Regions from separate parts of the Dromaius novaehollandiae genome. Here region 2 is linked to region 1. Evidence: chromatin contacts called from public Hi-C data. All regions are on one chromosome and are shown on one strand. The core of a region is the stretch at or near the end of the contact, and the rest is flanking DNA. Distances in the headings are between cores, read along the strand shown. Region 1 has its middle 8.3 kb from the start of ANK2. Region 2 overlaps ANK2 (ankyrin 2).

Region 1 (5,758 bases), core at 1,537-4,036:
CTACAATAAGATAAATGCCTGATTTTAAAAAAAGTATTCTGTGTCTGCTCTTAGGAGCATCTCATTCTGCACATTGCAAGCTTAAGGGTTCCAAGCAAGAGCATCGTGTTTCTGACATTCAGAGTAAAGGTGAAGGAAATGGATAAATTACCATACTGTTTTTCATCATTTTTAATGCTACTGTCTTGATGAAATATAAAATTGCTAAATACACAGTGATAGTCAATGCGAATCATTTGGTGAACTCAGCTGAGTTTCAGTAAGGCTTCCAATTATTTGAGGCATGTCAAATTACAGTATACTGTTGCACAGATACATTTTTTGTAATGATCTCTGCAGTGCATTCTCAAATCTCCATAACAGCAAGAGATTGTTTGGGAAAGTGTTCAGACAGGTCCTTTTTAAAAAGATCTTTATTCCCAAGGCTCCCCAGAAATCACAAAATGTTTTTCAGAAATTATTCCTTTTAGAAAGTCCCTGGTTTTAAAGGGATGATGATTAAATCAGAGTGCTGCTTTTATTTTAGCTATGAATTGGGACCCATTCTTGTTAGTCGAGAAGGTGAGCTCTTAATCCTCATCTTCCACAGGAATTAATGGAAATTGAAGGCAGAAACAAACTGATGGTAATGTATGCATTTCCAGCCACTTCTCTTGATTCTGAGGGGGCACCCTGTTTCCCATAACCAAAGTTGTAATGTATGGGCAAGCTCTCTTACCAGGTGGGGCAGGTTTCACGCCAATAGAAAATGCTGTGCATCACAGCTACAGGAAATCACTTCCTGTATTTAGCTTGAGACATGTAGCTGCCTGTGTAAACTAGCTTCAGAGCTAGAAGGTTTTTGTCTTTAGTACAAATTCAGAATCAGACCAGCCACTTCAGTTTGATGTGAACACAGTCTTGGGCTAGCATACCTATGCAGACCGCTGATGGCCATTGCTCAAATCATTTCAATTTATCATTGTAAGAAAATAATTTACACACACTTGTGCTTTTCAAGTGCAGCACTGTGGAAATGATCTGAAAGCCCCTTTGAGAAGAAGCCAACTGCTTCTTGACAGACCATTCAAAATGATACCAGTAAAATTTCCTAAAGCTAGAAGTGGTCTCTTAAATGTCTGAAAGCTGGAAAAACATTAGCCATTAAGAATCCCGCTTAAAGATAAGTAGAATCCTAGTAAAAATGACCTCTGTAGTCCTCAAAATGCCCTCAATATTGGAAATATGTATGATAGCAGTGTTTTCATGTGCTTCTTGTGTGTCCATGAGGAGTTTTTCATTATAAGGCCCCATAAACAGGGATCTGGAAGTTAACTATTAAAAATCATATTATAGCATTACTTTTAGGAAGGTAAGACTAAAGTCTTTTTTTTTAAGTGAGATCTGCATGATGTTTTAAAGTCATACAAGTGCAAAAAGCTAGATCACCTATGATTTTTGAGTAATGTATACCTTTAGCTGACTCAGAAATGACTTTTTAAACTGATATATAGAAAAGATAGCTTTAGTAGGTTATGAAGTGCTTTGTAAAAGCTCACCTGGCAGGTGCTTACTGAAGAAAATAAACTATTTGTCCAAGACCAGCAGAACTCATGAGGCAGTGCCCATCAGCGGCGGATTGCATACTGGTCAGACGCCTATTCCCTGTCACTGGCTTCAGTCTTTAGACTCTTCAGGCTGCAGCCAAGGAGGTCATGGTGAGTGTGGTACAGAGGACACTTCTGTCTTACTCCGAGCTTTTTTATCCTAATTGCTTGTAGAGCAGTGTAATGGAGGCAGAATTTGTACACTAGGACCTCTCTCATGAAATTAGTCCTTTACCTTCTCTTAGTAAATGGTCTCAGGGTATCTCGTCTTGTTTTCAGTAGGATGTTACTGTAGGGGCATTTGCAGGCGCATTAGTTAATGAGATCTGCCTTCGGTAAACTGTTTCAGAGCTGGCCAGAAAATTGCACATGAAGATATGACAATGGATAAAGATTACTGTTGAGATCCTGAACAGAATAAATATTTTCATGGGCCTGCAGCACTTGGATTCAGAACAATGGCATATTTTAGCCATCACTAAACTTTGTATGTAAGCTGCTCTAATGCTGGAAAGAGCTGTCTTGAAATGTGAGCCGATGGCTGCCTTAGCATTACTTGGCCAGGAGAGGGGGATCATTCGCCATTTGTTCCCCAGGCGCATGGGGTTGGAAATACAACACAAGGCTTGTGCACTTCTCTGACTCCATGTTTTCAACAGAAATTAGTTTATGCCACAGTAATTTGATCTGGCTTTAAAGCACTTGAATTTTCAGCTGTTTTGGCCCTAGGATTTTATCCCAAATTTACCTTTTGTTTTCAAGAGCTATCATTCAACACTGATCAAATGTTTCATTAGAAATGCGAAGCTGTTCTGCATCTCTTTGGTCTTTGCTGCACCGACATTGCTTGAGCAGAGCAGTTGACAGGTGAGCAGGACCTCAGGGTTGTTAGCGCACAACAGCACTGCCTGCCATCCATCTTTGCTGTTGGCGCACACGTCCGATCTTTACATGCAGTAGTAGAGTCAGACAGCTGCGCGCAGACTTAAACATGAAATGGGCGCAGAACGATGTCCCCAAAGGTCAACCATGGCTACAGCTTCAAAGTATTTGTTTTTGCATTCTCGATATTCTTTTAAACTCCATGTTGTTTAACAAATCTTCAGTTACAAAGATTGCACCCAGTGGGTCCCTTGCAGCCCCCCTTGCAGGGGGCGAGTGAGGGGAAAGGGGAGGTGGAAGGGCCGGGTGCTGTCCGTGGTGCTCGCGGCCCCGCTGCCGGGCAGCGCCCTGTGGGCACGGTCCCGTGTCCTGGTGCCTGCTCCCATCTCCCCCAAAACTCAGAAATACGGTTCTGGAGTGCGCTGCCGGGAAGCCCCGGAGGAGCTCTGCAGGAGCAGGAAGCTTTCATCCTTGGGATTCACTCTGTAGTAAAATCCTTCCATCGTTTTTCTACTCTTTCCAAGGAAATGTTGTGTAGTAAAGGCACAGTTCAGTTATGTACATGTAGGATAGAGGAGTTCAGTACACTATAAACAGCAATTCTGTTCTGTGTATTGGCTTGGTCAGGCTTTGGGACATCTCTAGTGAATGACCCTTGGGGGAAAAATAAAAGTAAAGGAATCTCAGCTTGCCTCCTTTTGTGAGGAAAAGGTGAAAAAGATCTAGTTTAAAAAAAGGATCAGGACTTTGCTCTTACTATTTGCTATGCATGTTTAGTATGACTGTTAATATGGGATGTATCTAAAAATTGTCTGGAGAGCTCTTCTGAGAATTCTTAATGTAAAATTTTCTCCCTTTTTATAAACAAATGTCAAATACATCTGCTGTTATAAGCAGTGGAAAAATGTGCTTCAAAGACATCTTAAATGATACACCTGTTTTTGCCATAAATACTCCATGAAACAATACATTATCTAACTCTTCTTTCTTTATGTTATTGTAACATATATATATAACATACGTTATATGTATTGCATTCAACAGGAGCATAAGAGAAAGAAAATAATGTTACTGGTTTTAGATCAGGCATACTAGGCTTCTGTATGTTATTACATAAGACAGTGTTGCTGTTGTATTTTAGAAACTGTGTGTAGTCTGAATCTTTCTCATGAGGTAAAAAAGAGTAAAAAATTATGTTGTTCTTGTGTACCCAGTCTATTTTTGACATACACTCCCACTACTGTGGTCCAAATACTCAGGCTGCAAGCCAGTGGACTACAGATAGATAGGTGAAATCCAGCCTTATCATTGGTCCTACTGGTACATAGGTGATACAAGTGATATTTTAGATACATATATGTAGTAGACAGAAATATGAGGATACATCATTCAGTCATACTGTTCTTCCATATCTTGCAAACTGAAATAAACAATTATCTTTCATAGTTTATTTTGTGTAATCCTCATTTAATTTTGGTATGCTCAGATTACAGGTCAGACTGTAAAAAGTATTGGCCTAAGCAGCACGTACTTGCATCTCTGTTCTGATAGCTCTAAGGACAAGGAAGCTTTCAATTCAAGGTAGATAGTGCCTATTGAAATGTGCACGTGTGACTTGGTCCTGTACTAAAGCACATGCACGTTTTTAAATGTACCATCAAGAATGCTTAAGCAGAGCTGATTATGTGCAGCATCTAGGTTGGAACTGAAAGGATTTAAAGTGGATAAGATCTGGGTCATGTTGGCTTAGAGGCTTCTGAAGGTTGAATGCCATGCAGCGGCAGTGAAGTCAGTTTTCCTGTTATCTGCCCTTGTTTCAAAGGTATAGTTCTTTTTTGGTATCAGTGCCATTCGTAAACTTATCTTTATTTACATCACCTTGAAGGGAAAGAACCCTGAAGGGGAAGCACCAGCTTTGAGCTGACAGAGTTCTGTTTCCGGATTGGAAATTGTTACTTCTTAAATTGGTTATACTAACTAAAACACTGTTGTCCAAACACAATATTTTAGCAGGATAATTTCTGAATATGATGAAGTATTATAGCAAGTAAGTCTGTTGGGTTAGAACAAAAAGATACTCTTTTTGACTCTTTAGACAGCTTAATGGAAAGACTTCCCTGGTTTCTGGAAAAACAAGTAAAATCACTTAATCATAAATGATAGGAACGATCAATCAGTGATACAAGTGAAATGTATATACAAGTACCTTTCAGCATATAACTTGCTTTCAGTGACTTTTCCTCAGATAATTAGCCTTGAGCTTGAAGTATGCGCTGTCTGTCAGAGCTAATGTAATTTGGTAGGATCTGGCTGTAATGCAAGTGTTCACCAAAAAGGGTTTTGTTTTTTTTTTTAAAAAAAAAGCCTTCTGAGAACAGATCAGATCATTACGTTGGAAAGCATTCAAGCAAAAAATTTTAAAACATTTATTTTTCATCAGAAGAATTGAGAGCTCTAAAGTCTTAGCTACTCCCTTCAGCTTTCTCTTCTTCCAACTGAGACTGCATCAGGTCACGCACAGGAGGCAGGCATCCACCTTGTAGGATTAAAAAGCAGCGTTCCCTCAGAGTGTGGGGCCACTTGGCCGTGGCTCTAGAGCGTAGCTGGGGAGCGGGCTGGAGGAATGCAGGCTGTTGCGATGTGCTGCACTCTTGGTTGTGGTTGCCTCTCTTGCATTGCCGGCAGAGCAGAGACTGGACTGGAGAGCTGCACCTGGTAAGGACGGGGCCCTGGGTGAGTGAAGGGGGGAGTCTGAGGAACGCACAGCACATTTTGGGAATGAGGCACAGCAGAGCTGTGGCACCTTCAGGATGATCCCTTGGTCCTTCTTAACATTAGTAGCAGCTTCTGCCTCTCACAGGACCAAATCTGAACTCCATAATCAAAGACAAAAGAAGGTGGGGCAGAAAGGCCAAAGCAGGAAGGAAGGTAAAAAGTCACATTGCAGTGTTGAACTGAATAGTTGTGGTCCTGATCCAGAGTCCATTTAAATCAATAAAATGGCTACTGTTGCCCTTACTGAGCTGTGGATCAGACCCAGTTTGACTTGGTTAAAATAGAATGTGCAGTCAATATTTTCAATCGATATGAAACCAAAAATACGTTGAGAGTGATATTTAGAATTAATGCAATTTAGCTGTCGTCAGAAAACTGCAAATTGAGCACTATTGCCAGAAATAAAAGTCTTTGATTTATATAGGATTCTGAAGAAAAAAAAAGTCTCTTGAATTGCCTCCTCCTGCACGGCTGAAATGTCTTTACCTCGTATTTGAGATGTTTATGTAAAGTGG
Region 2 (5,968 bases), core at 2,773-5,272, 110 kb after region 1:
CAGCCAGATTCTCAGCTAGTGGAAGTGAGGCTTTCTGCACAAGTTGAAGTGGGTGGAATTTATAAAATCTGAGCTTTATTTTTTCCTGGAGGTTTAGGACACTGAAACATTTTTGCTTTTCTGCAGCGCGGAGAGACTGCACTACACATGGCAGCGCGTGCTGGGCAGGTGGAAGTAGTTCGCTGTCTCCTGAGAAACGGGGCCCTGGTTGATGCCCGAGCCAGGGTAGGTGTTCTCTTTGCAACTTCTTTTGCTTTCTCAAAAATGTATCTGAAGCAGTAGGGCTAAGAAGGAGCAATTTCATTTTTATTTGATCTGTGGATTCAACACTAAGCACATCTGAATACCATTCCATAAGATAACTTATATGTGTATAGCTCATCCAAAAGAAGGTGTCTGGCTCAGAACAGTAACAGCTATTTTATCTGAGCAAGAATTGTACAGGAGTGTCCTAAAACCAAACACTGGAAGTTCTGATAGCAGCCAGCTCAGAGTGCCAGATTTTGAAACCAAAGGGACTGTTTGTCAAGCAAGGCGCAGCTGTCTCAGAAAAGAAAAACAATGTTTTTCTGTAAAGTTCCTCTCTTTCTGTTCTAATAAGATGTTGCTGAAGCTAGCCTTATAAGGCCAGAAATTAGCCTTATAGGTTGCTCCTTTAGTCCTTTTTTTTGTTTTTGTGCTGTCGCTTATTATGATTTCTGCAAGACAAAGGCATAGAGAGATCTACTGGGATTAACCAGAATCTGATGTTTGGGGTAATTCTACCTGTGGTAATTATCTACTCAATTTGAGTTGTAGGAAGAACAGACTCCACTGCACATTGCCTCTCGCTTGGGTAAAACAGAGATCGTCCAACTTCTGCTACAGCACATGGCCCACCCTGATGCTGCAACAACTAACGGATACACTCCACTGCACATTTCTGCCAGAGAGGGACAAGTTGATGTTGCATCAGTTCTTTTAGAGGCAGGTGCCTCACACTCCATGTCCACCAAAGTAAGACAAAATGCTTTGTGTCTCACACTCCATGTCCACCAAAGTAAGACAAAATGCTTTGTGTCTATGCTCTGGTATGCAGTGCCCAGAGAGCAACCTCTTTCATGATGAATGTACTTTCACTGAGAAACTGAGCTAGTTGTGGTTTTTGTTTTCTTCTTGTTTAATCAATAGTGATCAAATTGACTGAACAAATGTATCAGGAATTTATCAAATTTTAACATATTTTGCTGTCATCTGAAGCTGGGAGTTTGGTTCCCACTAGGGCCAAAAGCAGGTCATGATAAATACATGCTCTCAGCAGGTTTAGAATGTACGTGAAATCCTGATTTCTCTCCTTCCCATTGTGTTACAGGTAGGCCTTTTTCTTTTTTTTTTTTTTTTTTTTTTTCCTTTTTTTTGCCAAAAGTTTCAAAATAGAAAATGCAGATATGGAAAAACAAAGCTAAATACTTTTGTATGAATAGGCCCACATATTTTTCAATACCTTTTTTATGTAAATAATTCTGGTTTCTACTAGCCAAAAGGAATATTCCCAAAACATACAATTCAGGATCTGTTCAGTCTCAGCTAATGGTGAATCTATTTTCAGTGATTCTATAAATGAGGTATCATATGACACAATAGGCCTTTTTTTTTCTTAGGGTTATAAAAGAAACATTCTGTGGAATTATTTTTGTTTTACATTAGCCCAACATGGTTACCAACACATTCCCAACGGAGTGAGGAGCACTTAAGAAAACAGATACTGTGAATAGAACTGTGTGCCAAGATATCTTTTCCAAATTTATCACAAGTGATTTAAGTGATTTTCACTAGTTTTAGATCCAAAGATCTAAAACCGATCCCTGATTTTGTACCCTTGATTTTACAATTGGAGCTTAAAACATATTTTGAAAAATGGGATGTCTTCCAGGGTTTAGAAGACTAAACCTGTGATTCTCAAATTCTCATTCGTGGATTACTGGGAATGCTTGCTGTTCTTCTTTTATCCAGCTGTTAAATCATATTAAAAATGGCTGAAAATACACTAAGTACTTTCCTAATTTTTCATATTGCTTTATGGCAATAGCTTTAGTTACTGCAGGAACTTTCTGTAATTATGAATAGGGAAAGATGTAGTCCACTGGATAATCTCTCTATTAAGCTGTGATTCATGAGATGGAAATGTTTGAGATTCCCTTACGTAAAACTCTTTTAAAGTGGGATTAATTGAATAAAATGACAATGAAAATAAACACTACACATCACTTATATGTCAGGCAAATAGGCCCTGGTGACTCCCTGGGATTATTGTTAGGACAGCAGTGTAGTCTGCCACCTACTGTCTTGCATCCATGAGTTTTCCTTACCAGCATGATTTTTAAAACTGAAGTGGTAAGCAAATAGCATGTTAGTTTGACACAGTCTTAGGTGTGTGCTTTACTGACAATCATTATTAAAACTAACAGAAAATGACTCTTTTAAGAGACACTAATTTTAGTCTTACTGGAGTACCCTTCAAAAACACTGCCCTTGAGTCATGCATGACTCTCTTCACCTGAATTTCAGAAGCTGCAAGAGAACTTGGTGAGTGTGTAGGTATTAAGTCCAAATATAAATTATTCTTCAACAAACTCACTAAAGAAGGGACACAATTTCTGGAGCTTTTCTCACTGAATTTAGTTGGTGTTTCATTGTAACTGGCAATAATTGATACAGGAAATATTTCTAAAGCTATCATTATGAAACTGATTTAAAAATGCAGCCTGTTCTGAGTAGGTATTTGAATGAGTGCCTTCGTTGCCCACACAATGTGTTCTGCTGATGAAATCTGTATCAGATAAAATGTCTGCCAGCCTGACACCATGTACATATGCAAGAACAGAAGAGAAAGGTTTGTGTGTGAGGCTTTTTTCTTTTTTTTTTTTTTTTGTGCATTACACTTTTCAGCATGCTTTCAAGTGATAATACCATTTCTAGGTATGGCTATTGATTCTGAATAAAAATGGCAGTTAGGACATAGGTTAAAACATAACCACCTATAACATTTACTATCAGGAGTACATGTGGTTCTTAAAAGAGACAAGTCAGCATAATTTTTAACACGACCATTTGCTTTTCTCTCCCGACATTTCTCAGAAGGGATTCACGCCTTTGCATGTGGCAGCCAAATATGGAAGCCTGGAAGTGGCGAAGCTGCTTTTGCAACGCCGTGCCTCTCCCGATGCAGCTGGCAAGGTACTGGCTTGGGCGCTCAGAAACACGAGTCAGCAGCCATTCCGTGTCTCCTTTAGGAAGTAACTGTGCAGAACAGACATACAAAAGAAGGGTGCAGCTGCTTTCACATGATCACATTAGCTTTATTGCATTCTCCCAAGGCTGATGGTTATGCATGTTAGTTTTGGAAAGTGCATTTACAGTATTTGTTGCTTTTCTATATTTTTACCTTCCTTATAGATGGGAATGCTATGCACAGTTGTAGGGCAGATATGTTTCTGTGGCTCAAGAAAAGGCTATTCCATTCAGCTGCTCAAACTGTAAAAATTGTAATTCAAAAACAGGAGGGCAGGCTCAGCTTTTTTCCTGTGCCGTGAGGATTGCTTGTCACAGAGTTGCAGGGAGCTGGCGGCCCAAACCTGCTGTGCGCCCAGGGAGTAGTCAGGTAGCAAGGTCCGCTCAAATTCATCCTCCGCCACTTCTCCTTCCTATTAAATACAGCCTACTAACCGCTGGCTAAATGTTACTTTTGGTCCACGTTTCTAATGCTAAAAAAAAAAAAAAAAAAAAAAAAAAAAAAAAAAAAGCATTTATGGTTTATGAGTTCGGCCCCGCCGTGCGCTGGCTAACCTGTTAACGGTTACTGTCCGCGCCTAACGCAGTAACCGCCCTTTGCAGAACGGCCTCGCCCCGCTCCACGTCGCGGCGCACTACGACAACCAGAAGGTGGCGCTGCTGCTGCTCGAGAGGGGCGCCTCCCCGCACGTCACCGCCAAGGTGAGCCCAGCCCAGCCCCGCCCCGCCAACCGCCGCCGCCAACGGCTGCTCTCCCTCCGCTGCTGCCGTCCTTTCCCCTCCCTCCCTGCCGGCGGGCGCGTGCGAGGAGAGCGGGCCTTTCTCTACAGGAAGTGGGGTGACATAGTTCCCCTCCAGCTTTTGAATCTGCAGCTCATATCCAGTGGAGGGGGGAGCTGTCGGGGGAGAGGGCTGATCGCTGACGGGCGTTGTGTTTCGGGGACATGCTTGTACCTTATCGCATCATACTCGTGCCTGTCACGCGCGTTCCTTTTTGTTGAAGACTAAGGACTCATCAGGTGTGATGAGACAGGCAAGCAGTCCACTCTGTTAGAAACTGTACAGCACCTTGTTTTGCAGATGAGTTGCTGAATCAGTACGTATTTATGGATTAATGGTTTGACTTTTATTCTAGACTGATTAAAACTGTCTGTTTCATCTGGTGGTTTGCCATACAGAACCCAACCCTCCTCTTACAGGCAAAACATAGTAATTTTACGGAGAGCTGCAAGTGTTACATGACTGTAAAACTCATGTGAGAGAGAAGACTGGTTTCAGCCTTTCTCTGTACTGCACACTTACTTGCTAGCTGGGCACACCACATACCCAGCATGTGACTCTCAGCTCACACATACCTCTCGGAGTCTGAAAGCAGTGAGCAATCTCTTCACCAGATGCATACGATACTGCAGTACTTGGTCTCTGAGGGGGCATAGTAAGAGGTGGAATAATGCTTAACATGGAGACAGAGGGCACACAATGTCTCGGGGCAATAGGCACAAGTTGCAACACGGGAAATTTCAGTTAGATATAAAGAAAGAAATCTTCACGGTGTGATTGGTCAGACATTGGAACAAGTTGCCAGGAGGGGTGGCCGAATCCTTGGAGATGCTCAGAATTTGGCTAGGCAAATTGCTGAGCAACCTAATACAATCTGGGAGTTGTTCTTGGTTTCAGCTAGATGATCTTCTACATAGATTATTTTATGATTCTTTTGGGCCTTCTTTGGAAAAGAAGAAATAAATGTATGTATGTATGTGTCTTGTCTAAGTCCACTTCTGTGTCCATGAGTTTTAATCATAATTGGAACTCACTTTGGTATTGTCTCATAGTAGAAACCATTTAGTAGAAACTGAATAGGCATGTGCAGGCTTCCTTCTGGGATTAGGAGTAGTATTATGTTAGAGTCTCACTATGTTAGGCAAAGGCTACTAAAAGAGAAAAGTAACCAGAAAATTCTTCCTGATTTCAGAATGTTCTGACCGGTGCTGTTATATATGGTGCTAAAAAGAGGTGGCCTGTCTTTTCAGTGAATACATTAGAACTGCTTTTTCTACTGTTATGTGTGGAGAGTAGCAAAAGCTGTAGTTGGAACAGGATAGTTTCATCATGCTTGCCTCCCAAAAATACTCCAGACATACTCCAACAAACCAAACCCCTCTAAAGAGGCTGTTTCTTATAACCCAAAATTTTCCCCCGTAGTGCATTCTAAAGCAATTAAAAATGGGAAGTTGTCTTCTTGCCCAAAAATATGTCTGCTTTGCTAAAGTGGTTAATTTGAACTGAAAAACACTCCTTCCTATGACTGTTTCCAGACAGTAATATGACTGACACATGTATCAAAATTCCATATGCAAACACAGTTCTACCCACACACTCCAAAAAAGCATAACGCAGTAAAGTGTTCACCCATCACTTTCCACAGAGAATGTCACTTATCAGTCAAAAGTGAATATTTACAGCCTGGGAGATTTAAAATGTAGGTGTCAAAGTCAGGATAATTTGAAGGTATCAGATTAACTGTACTGTCAGCTGAAGCTTTCTTCTAGTTTGGAAGGAGAAAATACAGATGGCTGAAGCAACAGAAGAGCCAGACCACATGGGAAATGTTTTGCCTTCAGAATATAATGAATCTCATCTCTGGGATAGTGGGAAGCATACAAAAATGTTGTTTTAAGGTGTCTGATTTCATACACTT

The links. A called contact is a pair of places that touch in the nucleus more often than the background predicts.
Region 2: a Hi-C map of liver shows a contact between it and region 1, with 9 times the contacts expected there. The contact joins two enhancer-like sites. A contact is called at or near these places in 2 of 4 Hi-C or Micro-C datasets (brain and liver).

Annotation. Positions count from the first base shown.
Region 1 is chr4:23,387,350-23,393,107 of bDroNov1.hap1, forward strand. No RefSeq gene overlaps it. Among named protein-coding and RNA genes, the nearest start is that of ANK2, 8.3 kb to the right of the region's middle. Within about 2 kb of position 2,787, at least 1 of the 2 cell types and tissues checked has open chromatin away from gene starts, as enhancers often do.
Region 2 is chr4:23,500,824-23,506,791 of bDroNov1.hap1, forward strand. It overlaps ANK2 (ankyrin 2), which reads left to right. Exons shown (of 49, transcript XM_064510615.1): 14 at 127-225; 15 at 799-996; 16 at 3,118-3,216; 17 at 3,874-3,972. Among named protein-coding and RNA genes, the nearest start is that of ANK2, 110 kb to the left of the region's middle. Within about 2 kb of position 4,023, at least 1 of the 2 cell types and tissues checked has open chromatin away from gene starts, as enhancers often do.